Linked DNA regions of Oryctolagus cuniculus: region 1 is linked to region 2. A link is a contact called in public Micro-C data. All regions are on one chromosome and are shown on one strand. Each heading gives the region's core, a stretch centred on a gene start, on an enhancer-like site or on the middle of the called end of the contact. The rest is flanking DNA. Distances are from core to core; before and after follow the strand shown.

The links. Hi-C and Micro-C count contacts between places; a contact is called where the count stands out from the background.
Region 1: a Micro-C map of ear pinna shows a contact between it and region 2, with 6 times the contacts expected there. The contact joins the promoter of UTP3 here to the promoter of GRSF1 in region 2. A contact is called at or near these places in 2 of 6 Hi-C or Micro-C datasets (ear pinna and an unstated tissue).

Annotation. Positions count from the first base shown.
Region 1 is chr8:94,800,978-94,806,315 of mOryCun1.1, reverse strand. It overlaps UTP3 (UTP3 small subunit processome component), which reads left to right and starts at 3,953. Exons shown (of 1, transcript XM_002717119.5): 1 at 3,953-5,338. The coding sequence starts at 4,952. LOC138843560 (a long non-coding RNA gene) reads right to left here. Exons shown (of 3, transcript XR_011378406.1): 2 at 651-684.
Region 2 is chr8:94,655,535-94,660,382 of mOryCun1.1, reverse strand. It overlaps GRSF1 (G-rich RNA sequence binding factor 1), which reads right to left and starts at 3,296. Exons shown (of 10, transcript XM_051819728.2): 1 at 2,814-3,296; 2 at 233-389. The coding sequence starts at 3,167.

The DNA of each region.
Region 1 (5,338 bases), core at 2,704-5,203, 150 kb before region 2:
AAAATAGTTCAGCAAGTTTCTGTGGTCGTATTAAACTAAGTAAGCTGATAGCTATTAACACCAAGGACACATTTTCCTATTATTACTCTCATATAAAATTATCATGTTTGCTATGCTATTACCTCACCAAGCTTTACAAAAAAGCTACTTCTTTCAACAACTTTAGTCTCCCCAACCTAGTCTGTATGCTATGAATTTAATCTTGACAGTAACTGTCATTCAAAGTTTTCCGTTGGTATTTTAAGAATATATACCTGGTGAGCAGACCTAAAATTGAAGAGACCTACTGCTGGAATATCTGAAAGCCAGTGGAGTTCACTAGTAGTTACAGTGCAGTATGGGTTCTGGAGCAATCCAGTTCTAGTTACTAGCTTTATGCCTTCATGTTTCCTTGGTTCTAAATTAGATATCATTATAGTACGTCTTTCCACAGAATTAAATGTCAGGAGTTTACAACAGTAAGTGGCACCTAATAATTGTTCCCAGTGTTGATGCTATTCAACAGTCCAGGAAAAAAGAGATCAGTTCAAAGTGAAGTAGTATCCTGGTATCACCTGACGTCATTTACAGACCCCTACTTTCCCACAGTAAGAAAATCCCCTTTAGACCAAGGCAAAAGAGTAGTCTGTAAAACAAATTCAAAAACGAACCTGTTGGCTTTCATTGTGTGTAGCTTGCTAACTCCTGAGCAGGACACCAACATCATGTAAAAAAAAAAAAAAAGGAAAAAAGATTCAAGTTAATGATATGTTGTAATTACCACAGATGCAATAGTTACATATCAAATGTTATTCAGTACTTGTTTATTTTCTCTAGGAATTCTGTGCTTTTCTTTTTAATAGGCATAGGCTTATGATGTTAAAAAGCTGTTAATCTGTCTTTGCAGGAATACAAATTTCAGCAAATAATTTTCTTACCTAAGTGGCAAATTCTAAAATTAGGCTGCGGAAGGGTCTATAGGCACTAATGTAATTGAAGACCTGACTTCTAAACTGGTCTTTATCAAAAGGATCTTAGAATGTTAGAATACAACATCATCTATGCATTGCATATTGCAACTTGTGTACCTAAGTAAAACTTAATGCTTAGACATAATGAAACAATTGTACATTTTTTAAAGATTTGTTTTATTTACTATTTGAAAGTCAGAGTTACACAGAGAGAGAAGAGGCAGAGAGAGAGAGAGAGTTCTTCCACCCAATGGTTCACTCCCCAATTGGCCACAACAGCTAGAGTTGTGCCGATCCGAAGCCAGGAGCTTCTTCTGGGTCTCCTACGTGGGTGCCAGGGCTCAAGGACTTGGGCCATCTTTTACTGCTTTCCCAGGCCACAGCAGAGAGCTGGATTGGAAGTGGAGCAGCCAGAACTTGAACCAGCGCCCATATGGGATGCCAGCGCTGCAGGCCAGGGCATTAACCTGCTGCGCAACAGCGATGGCCCCACAATTGTACATTTAAAGTAAGGATATAATTACAGTCCTAGCTTAGATGCAACAATGACCTGGGCTGGGCAGTGGTCAAAACTGAAGAAGGAAATGCAATCCAGGTTGTCCATGAGAATGGCAGGAACCCAATCATCATGGCCTCCCAAGATCTGTATTAGCAGGAAGCTGAAATCAGGAACCAGGGCTGGGAAACAAGCCTACACACTCCAATGTGGGATGTGGGTGTTTTAAGCAGTAGACTAACTGCCAGGCAAAACACCCACCCTCTGCCTTGTTTTTCAGTAATCTGTATGTCTTCTTCTCTGTTTGATTTTAAGCTCCTCAAGGGCGTTCATTTTTGGATCTACTACTGCATGTAACATTCTACTAGATAGCAAGCTGAATGACAAAATCCATTAACATTTACATTCAAAGATTAACTTCACATTTACCATCAGAAAATAGACATTTGGCCGGCGCCGCGGCTCACTAGGCTAATCCTCCGCCTTGCGGCGCCGGCACACAGGGTTCTAGTCCCGGTCGCAGCGCCGGATTCTGTCCCGGTTGCCCCTCTTCCAGTCCAGCTCTCTGCTGTGGCCAGGGAGTACAGTGGAGGATGGCCCAGGTGCTTGGGCCCTGCACCCGATGGGAGACCAGGATAAGTAGCTGGCTCCTGCCATCGGATCAGCGCGGTGCGCCGGCTGCAGCGGCGGCCATTGGAGGGTGAACCAACGGCAAAGGAAGACCTTTCTCTCTGTCTCTCTCTCTCACTGTCCACTCTGCCTGTCAAAAAAAAAAAAAATAGACATTTACTCACATCTTTTTTATCCATTAAATTTAAATTTATTTTCAAAATCTTGTGATGGTTCAAAAATGCTTTAAAAACCTTTAAGTGCTTTGAAATTATTGTTTAGTTAAAAATGTTATTTTTCATGGAAAATGGCCCAGATGGTGCAGCCTGGGGCACAGCGGGTTAAGCCACCCTTGCATCCTAAATGGGTGCCAGTTCAAGTCCCAGCTGTTCCACTTCAGATCCAGCTCTCTGATAATGCATCTGTGAAAGCAGGGGAAGATGGCTGAAGTCCTTGGGCCACTGTCACCCACTTGGGAGACCCAGAAGAAGCACCTGATACCTGGCTCTAGCCTGGCCCAGCCCAATCATTGCAGCCATTTGGGGAGTGAACCTGAGACAGATGGTTTTCATTCTCTCTCTCCCTCTCTCTCTCCCCTTCTCTCTGAAGTCTGCTTTTCAAATAAGTTAATTAAGATATTTCTATCTCTAAAAAATTTGATGTAATGATAATATAATGTATCCAAAGAAGTTGTAGATCGCTTAATTTTTTTAAGGCAGTCTTTTTTTTTTTTTAAGATTTATTTTATTTATTTGAAAGACAAAGTTACACAGAGAGGTAGAGCCAGAAAGAGAGAAAGGTCTTCCATCCACCAGTTCACTCCCCAAATGGCCCCAACAGCCAGAGCTGCGTCGATCTGAAGCCAGGAGCCAGGAGATTCCTCCGGGTCTCCCACTCTGGTGCAGGAGCCCAAGGAGTTGGGCCATCTTCTACTGCTTTCCCAGGCCACAGCAGAGAGCTGGATTGGAAGTGGAGCAGCCGGGCCTGGAACCGGCGACCCACATGAAATAGCAGCACTGTAGGCCAGGGCTTTAAACCACTGCGCCACAGTACCGGCCCTATCACTTAATTTTAACAATGAAATTTCAGCTTCCAAATACTTACATTTTTAAAGTATCACAAAACTAACTGAATCTGTCTTACACAAAGTCTGAAAACTTAAACCTGAATTAGTCTGCGGGTAGAGCAGAGCTTTCATACATCTAGTCTTAACAATTTTTCTAAAAACCAACTTAATTCTTTCCTTATTACTATTACCCTCTTCTTCAAATAGCTTGAGCTGTGCCCCTATTCTTTTTTTTCTTTCATCCACTCAGTGACACCCACCCTCTGGAAAATGTCAGAAATTCACCCACATTGGAGAGATAAATGACTGATAACAGCTAAACATGGAAGCTCGGTGTGCCAGCACAGTCCCTGGTTTCTGTGCTAGATTTGCTAGTGACATTTTCCAAGCCTGGTTCCAACTGTGTAAAATGAAAGTCGTTACAATGAAGGATTCCTGAAGTCCATTCTAGCTCAGGTTTTCAGCCTCAGGCATCATTCATCCACTCAGCTCTATATTGCACCGTAAGGTAACAAAACACTCTAATTTCAATACCTATTCATCAACAAATACTGACTGAGCGTCACCCTAAGCGAAGCACTGGACTGGGTTCTTGAAATAAAGGTCTTTGAAGAAATCCACCAAGCCGACGTTAGGACGGAGGGAAACACAACTAAGGGAGTGAAAGAAGAGACCGAAAGGACAAAGCTTCAGCTGCCTGTTGCACGCAGCAGGAATTCCCCGTCTGGGCGAGAATACAAACGCCTTTTCAAGTAACGGGGCTGGCAGGTGCAAAGACAGCTGTGCCGCACGCACCAGGGCACGCCGGAACCGGGCCAGACCGCAGCCACCACGCGACCGCCACGCGCGCCTGGGGCGCAATCCGCGCCCCACAGCCCACCTGGGTGCTCCCTCGCCCGGCACGGGCCAGGCGGATGCTGGGGAATCAACGAGGGGTTCGCCCGGAAAGTTCAGCTGTGTCAAGAACGAATCTCTTCCACTTGGTGAAGAGAAATGGCGGGGCGCGGCCCCTTCTCAAGGAGGGACCCCCGTGGCTGACCGGACTTCCCGGGAGCCTCCCAATCCCATAGCGGGGCTCTGCCTTCCGCCGTCCCCCCTCGGCCCTACACACCCGCGTGGACTCGGCCGCCGAGCGCTGCGGGCAGGGAGACAGGATGCGAGCTCAGCTCCGCGGGAGTCTGGGGTCTAGGGGCTCGGCGCTGCCTCAGGCTGTGGCGCCCGACAGTGTGGTGATTGGAAGTTGCAGCGAAAACACCCGACAAAAGCCATCTGATTAACTACAAAACTGACACGCGGACAAGAGAAAAATTACACCCGCTAACACTGTTCCCAGGGGCTTGGCCCCCGGCGCATGCGCCGTACAGCTCACAGGCCCGCCCTCGGGATGTAGACATACTGCGCCCTCTACCGGCGTCCGCGAACTCACCTCGCGGTTACATCGCGATCTCGCCCCTCAGCCACTCCCAAGCTCGCGAGAGTTAAGAACCAAAATCTCCGGAAAGACTTGTGCGGAACGGAATTTCATTGTTCTATTGTTTCCGCACGGGCAGATTTTAATTCACCGGAACCGACAGGTGTTAAAGGGCACAGCGAGCAACTGATCCGTCTATAGACCGAGCGGAAGTCCTGATTTATTCGACACGCGGAAAGCTTGTTAGGACCCAGAAGGAGGTGGAAGCTCCTGCGTCCGGAGTGCTCGCAAACTCGCGTGGTCGGGGTGCGTGCTGCTGTTTAAATCCTGCTCGTTGCTGAAGAACCAGGTCTGTGCGCAGAAGTCGGAGACGGCCGGGATCCCCGTGGCGCTTTAGAACCTGAGACTGCCGGTGAGCCATGGTGGGGAGATCCCGGCGGCGCGGAGCAGCCAAGTGGGCAGCTGTGCAGGCCAAGGCAGGTCACAGCGCCGCGGACGAAGCTGAGGACGATTTAGGGCCGCCACCCTCGCCAGGGGACTCCAGCTACTACCAAGACCAGGTAGATGATTTCCATGAGGCGCGATCCCGGGCAGCCTTGGCTAAGGGCTGGAGCGAAGTGCCGAGTGGGGATGAGGATGATGGCGATGAGGAGGAGGAGGTACTAGCCTTAGATATTGATGAAGACGATGGAGAAGGAGAGAGTTCGAGTGATGAGGAGGGCGGTGATGATGATGATGAGGATGATGATGGCGGGAGCTCCGTGCAGAGCGAGGGGGAGGCCTCTGTGGATCCCAGCTTGTCTTGG
Region 2 (4,848 bases), core at 2,047-4,546:
AGAAAACTGGTTTCATACAACAGTGTTAACATGAAATACTGTACCGCATTCAAAGTTAAAAAATCAAGCATATACAGGCCACAGATGGTACACACAGTGTCACTTGGCCTGACTACAGAAGAGCCAACATAAAACTCTTCCCAACCATCAGAGAAACTGTCTACAGCATACCTGACTTCAGCGCTTGCAGGACTACCTGTTACTCACACAAATTGACAGAACTGAAATGTACCTGAGAAAAAGCTAAGCACATCTTCCACAGTGCACGACCAGGGCAATCCTTGAGCTCGAATGAGAAAAACATCATCCACTTCCTCTCCTATCTTGGATGGGGCCAACTCATACTCAGGGAGCGGTGGAAGGTCTTCCAGGTAGGTAGTTTTGGACTCCTTTCAAGAGAAATGAAGATAGGTAAAAGTACTTCCTGGACAGCCCACCCAGAAAATGTTTATTTCTACAAACTACTGTGTTAGATGACAGTAATATTTCAGATGCAAAAAACTTCACAAAGTCAACATGTCCTGTTTGGGCTTCAAATGTACACCCTAAAGCAACAAGCAGGCATAGCCTTCTGCTTTGGCAGGCCATACATTTTAAAATGCATCAGCCCCAAATTATACCTAGTAATGTTTTAATTAAAGTAGCACAAGATGCATCCCTTCAACCTGACCAATATTTGAGTGCCCCTTATATACAATGCAAGGGAGACTCTCCTCTCAGGGACATTATCTCTTTTTTGTAAATATCTATTTATTTATTTGAAAGGTAGAGTTACAGAGAGGCAGGGAGAGAGAGAGAGAGAGAGAGAGAGAGAGAGGAGTCTTCCATCCAGGGATTCACTCCCCAGATGGCTGCAACAGCTGAAGCTGGGGCGAACTAAAGCCAGGAGCCAGGAGATTCTCTGGGTCTTCCATGTGGGTGCAGGGGCCCAAGGAGCTGAGCTGGATGAGAAATGGAGCAGCCAAGGACTCGAACTGGCATCCATATGGGATGCCAGCACTGCAGGCGGTACCCGCTAGCCACATCACAGGCCCCGAGATTATTATCTTGAATCAGACAAGCCTAGAAGATGTTTTAAGTGCTATACTTAAGATACAAAATATTAAAGAATTCAAAACAGAGCACTAACAGAAGAATCAAGAGGTGATACAGGGATATATAAAAGGGCATTACAGTTTGAGAGGTGGAGACAAGAAGCAATATGACCAAAGGCCCATTTGGAAAACAAACAGCAAACTACTCCCATTTGTCCCAACTGTAGAGGACACTCAGGAACCAAAGAAAATGAGCTGGCAAAAGGAATCTGGTAGGATACAGCAGCAGGCCTTGACCCCTGGGCCCAACGTGCGTCCTTTGCTGGGCAGGCAAAGGAAAGTTAATAAAAGACGTGGAGCAGTGGGTAAATCCAGGCCGCAGGACGCCCCGGAAAGATTAATCTGTCAGCTGGCACGCCAACAAGTGAACAAGAAGCCCACAGCAAGCAGCAGTGCGAGGCAACAGGAGCTGAAGATGCACCTAAAGAACTCCGTGTTCTAAGACTGAGCCACAACTGGGATTTAATAACGCGTCAGGTACTGTAACAGCAACGTGGGGCGACAAACCAGGTTTTCGGAGACACCTGCGTACCATCCATCCTTTCATGAAGATTGGGGTCTAATTTTAAGGGAGTCGAGGATAAATGGGAGCATGGTGTGTAACACACACAGTACTGGTATATGCTCAAGATTCTGTCGCTGTAGTCAATTTTACAGAAGAAAATACATCAATCGAGAGAGGCCTAGCGCACAAAGGCTCACTGGAGATGGGCTTTCTGTTTGTTTTAGAGCAACTTTCCCCCCATTTCGCCAGCGTTCCAAAAAGCACCGCAGCAGAAAAGTATTGGGCCAGGATTCAAATCAATTAGCTCAGCCCCTGGCAGACAGCAGCCATGCTGTTTCACCTCCCAGTTTCCATAAATCCAAGCAGCACAAACTGAATTCAGACAAACATCCGGGTCCAGGGAGTCCAAAAGTGTTCATGCCACTTCTCAGACGCCACAGAACAAGCAGAGGCGGACACTGCACACAGCAGGCGCCAAATACGTGCAATCAGAAAAAAAAAATTTAAAAAACGGTGGACTCACTCTGGAGACCCCAAATTGCGGCCTCGACCCTCGAGGCCCACTCCCCGCAGTCTCTCCTCCGCCCCCAGCACCGCACACTGTCCCAACTGCTCTCCCCGCGGGAGGCGCCCCGCAGTGCTAAAGGCCCTTGTGTCAAAGGAGTGGAGTTCCAGAGGTGACCTTCAGTGCACTGGGGCAGCCCGCCTCGGCCCGAGGAGGCGAGCGAGCAGGGCGCGCCGGGCTCCAGGCTCCATCCCTGCACGAACCCTGGCGGCGGCGGCTGCCCGCGCGGCGCCCAGGGACGCCCGGGCCTAGCGCTGCGGCTGCACGGCGGCAGCTCCCAGCCCCGCGCCGGGTCCGGCCTCCAACTTCACCACCGGCGGGTGGACGGCGACAGGGATGCGGGGAGCGCGTGTCAGCAGCCTCACGACACCTACCATGGGCCCGGCGGGACACGAGGCCTCAACATGCACCCCAGTCCCGCGTACACTGCCCAACCGACCAGAGACTCCAGGGGCGAACAAAACCAGGAGAAAATCGCAGGCCTGGAAGAGCGGCCCTTGTTCCCCGGGCCCAATAGGAGCAGGGAGCGGACCGGGGGGCGGGTGTGTGCGGCGCGTGCCGCGGGTCCCCGGGCGCGCGCGCGCGCCGCCGCCGCCGGGAATGGGGGGGGGGGGAGTCCCGCGCGCGGCCCCGCGCGGCGCCAACGTACCTGGCTGTAGCCCCGCGCCGGGCCCGCGGCCGCCGCCAGCGACTGCGGCAGCAGAGGGGCGCGCAGGGCCGGGTAGGAGGCGGCGGCCGCGGCTGCGGCGGAGGTGGCCGCGGGCGGAGGGCCCGCCAGCCTCCCGGCGGGCGCAGGCCCGATCTGGAGGCCGCGTGTCTGGGAGGCGGCGGCCGCGGCGGCCCCGAGCAGCAGCAGCAGGCGGCGGCGGCCCGAGACGCCGGAGGGGAAGGAGCCAGCGGCGGAGTAGAAGGGCAGGCAGGCGGCGCCGGTGCGCCGGCAACTGCTGCAGTTGCAGCCGCAGCCCCGGAGCAGCGCCCCGAGCACCCAGCGCGTCCCGGCCATGGACTCCGGCGGCGGCGCGGGGCCTGGAGGCGGCTGCCGCTGCAGCGCGAGCGGAGGGGAAGCGGACTCCAGGGCCGGGGAGGGGACGCCGGGCACATGCGCCGCCGGCACCGGGGGCAGCGGCGAGTCGCGAGGAGGCGGAGGAGAGCGCGCCGCTCCGCCCGGTCTCCGCCCTCGGGGCGGGGCCGCCCGCGGGTCGGGCGGGGCCGGGGCCGCGGCTGCGCCCGCCCGGCCGCACCTCAGCCTGGGGGGAAACTGAGGCCTCGCGGCGAGGAGGCGAGGCTGTCCCGGCTGTGAGGGGCCGCCGGAACGCGTGACGTGAGGAGCCGTGATCTCCCGGTGGTAAACAGACGGGCAGACGTCGGAGGAGGCTTGGTAACCCCAAGCTTGAGAGCACTTTGCTTCAAGATGCACTGTGTACTTAAGCTGATGGTAAACACAGAGAGCCTCCCCTGATGAGAGTGCATTCGCGAGCGGACACGCAGGGATTTGCACCAAATAAATGGTGACCGCTTGAGCATTTTTCTTCCTTGTGTTGCCAGGACCTGTCAAAGATAAGTGGGCTGAAGGGAGTTCTTAGAATCAAAAGGAAAAGCTAATTTTAAAAAAACTTTATTATGGAAAATATCGTAGAAATGTATAAATCACACGAGCTTCTAGAACGTGTGGATTATCAACAGTTTTCTTCTTTAAAAAAGGTGTATTTATGGGGTCGGTGCTGTGGCCCAGCGCGTTAAGGAGCGACCGCAAGCCCTGTCATTCCTCATAGGTGCCTGTTCCAGTCCCACCTGCTCCACTGCCTGCTGAACACGCCAGGGAAAGCAGCAGAAGATAGCCCAAGTGCCTGGGCCCCTGCACCCACGTGGGAGACCCAGAGGAAGCTCCTGGCTCCTGCCTCCCGCCTGACCTAGCTCAGGTTATGGCGATTTGAGAAGTGAACCAGCGGATGAAAGATCTCTCTCTCCTTCTCCTTCAGTAACTCTGACTTTCAAATAAATAAATCAGTCTTTAAAAAGGAAAAAGGATGAGTGTAACAAATAGTACAAAATCTTAAAAAAAAAATTTATTTATTTGAAAGGCAAAATGATACAGAGAGGGAGGGAGCTATCGTGCACTTCTTGGTTCACTACCCAAATGGCTGCAAACAGGGGCAGGCTGAAGCTGGGAGCCAGGAACTCCACCTTGGTCTCCCACATGGGTGCCAGGAGCCCAAGCCCTGTTCATACACTACCTTCCCAGGAGCATTAGCAGGGAGCTGGATTGGAAGCCAAACAGTAGGGGATTTGAACTTCTGATATGGAGCTCCAGTGTGGTAAGCAGCGGCTTAAACCACAGCACCACAAAGCTGGCCCATCAACATGTTTCAGTATTGTTTCTTTTTTTGTTGTTATTTTTTTTCTTTTTTTTATATTTTTTTTATCAGTATTGTTTCATCTACTCCTACTGTCACCACTATAACCTTATTTTCTTTGCTAAGATATATAAAAGCAAAGTGTGATCTTCCCAGTCATTCATCCTAAATTGACAAGGTCTGAAACAGAAAAACACCACACTGACAGGTTGCATTTTGTGGGTTTTTTAGATATTTTAGGTTATTGCACTTTGTTTACCTTGGACTACCTTTAGGTAAGGAAAACTCAGTACTTCTCAAGAAAACTTTTCTTCTCCCAACAAGCAAAGA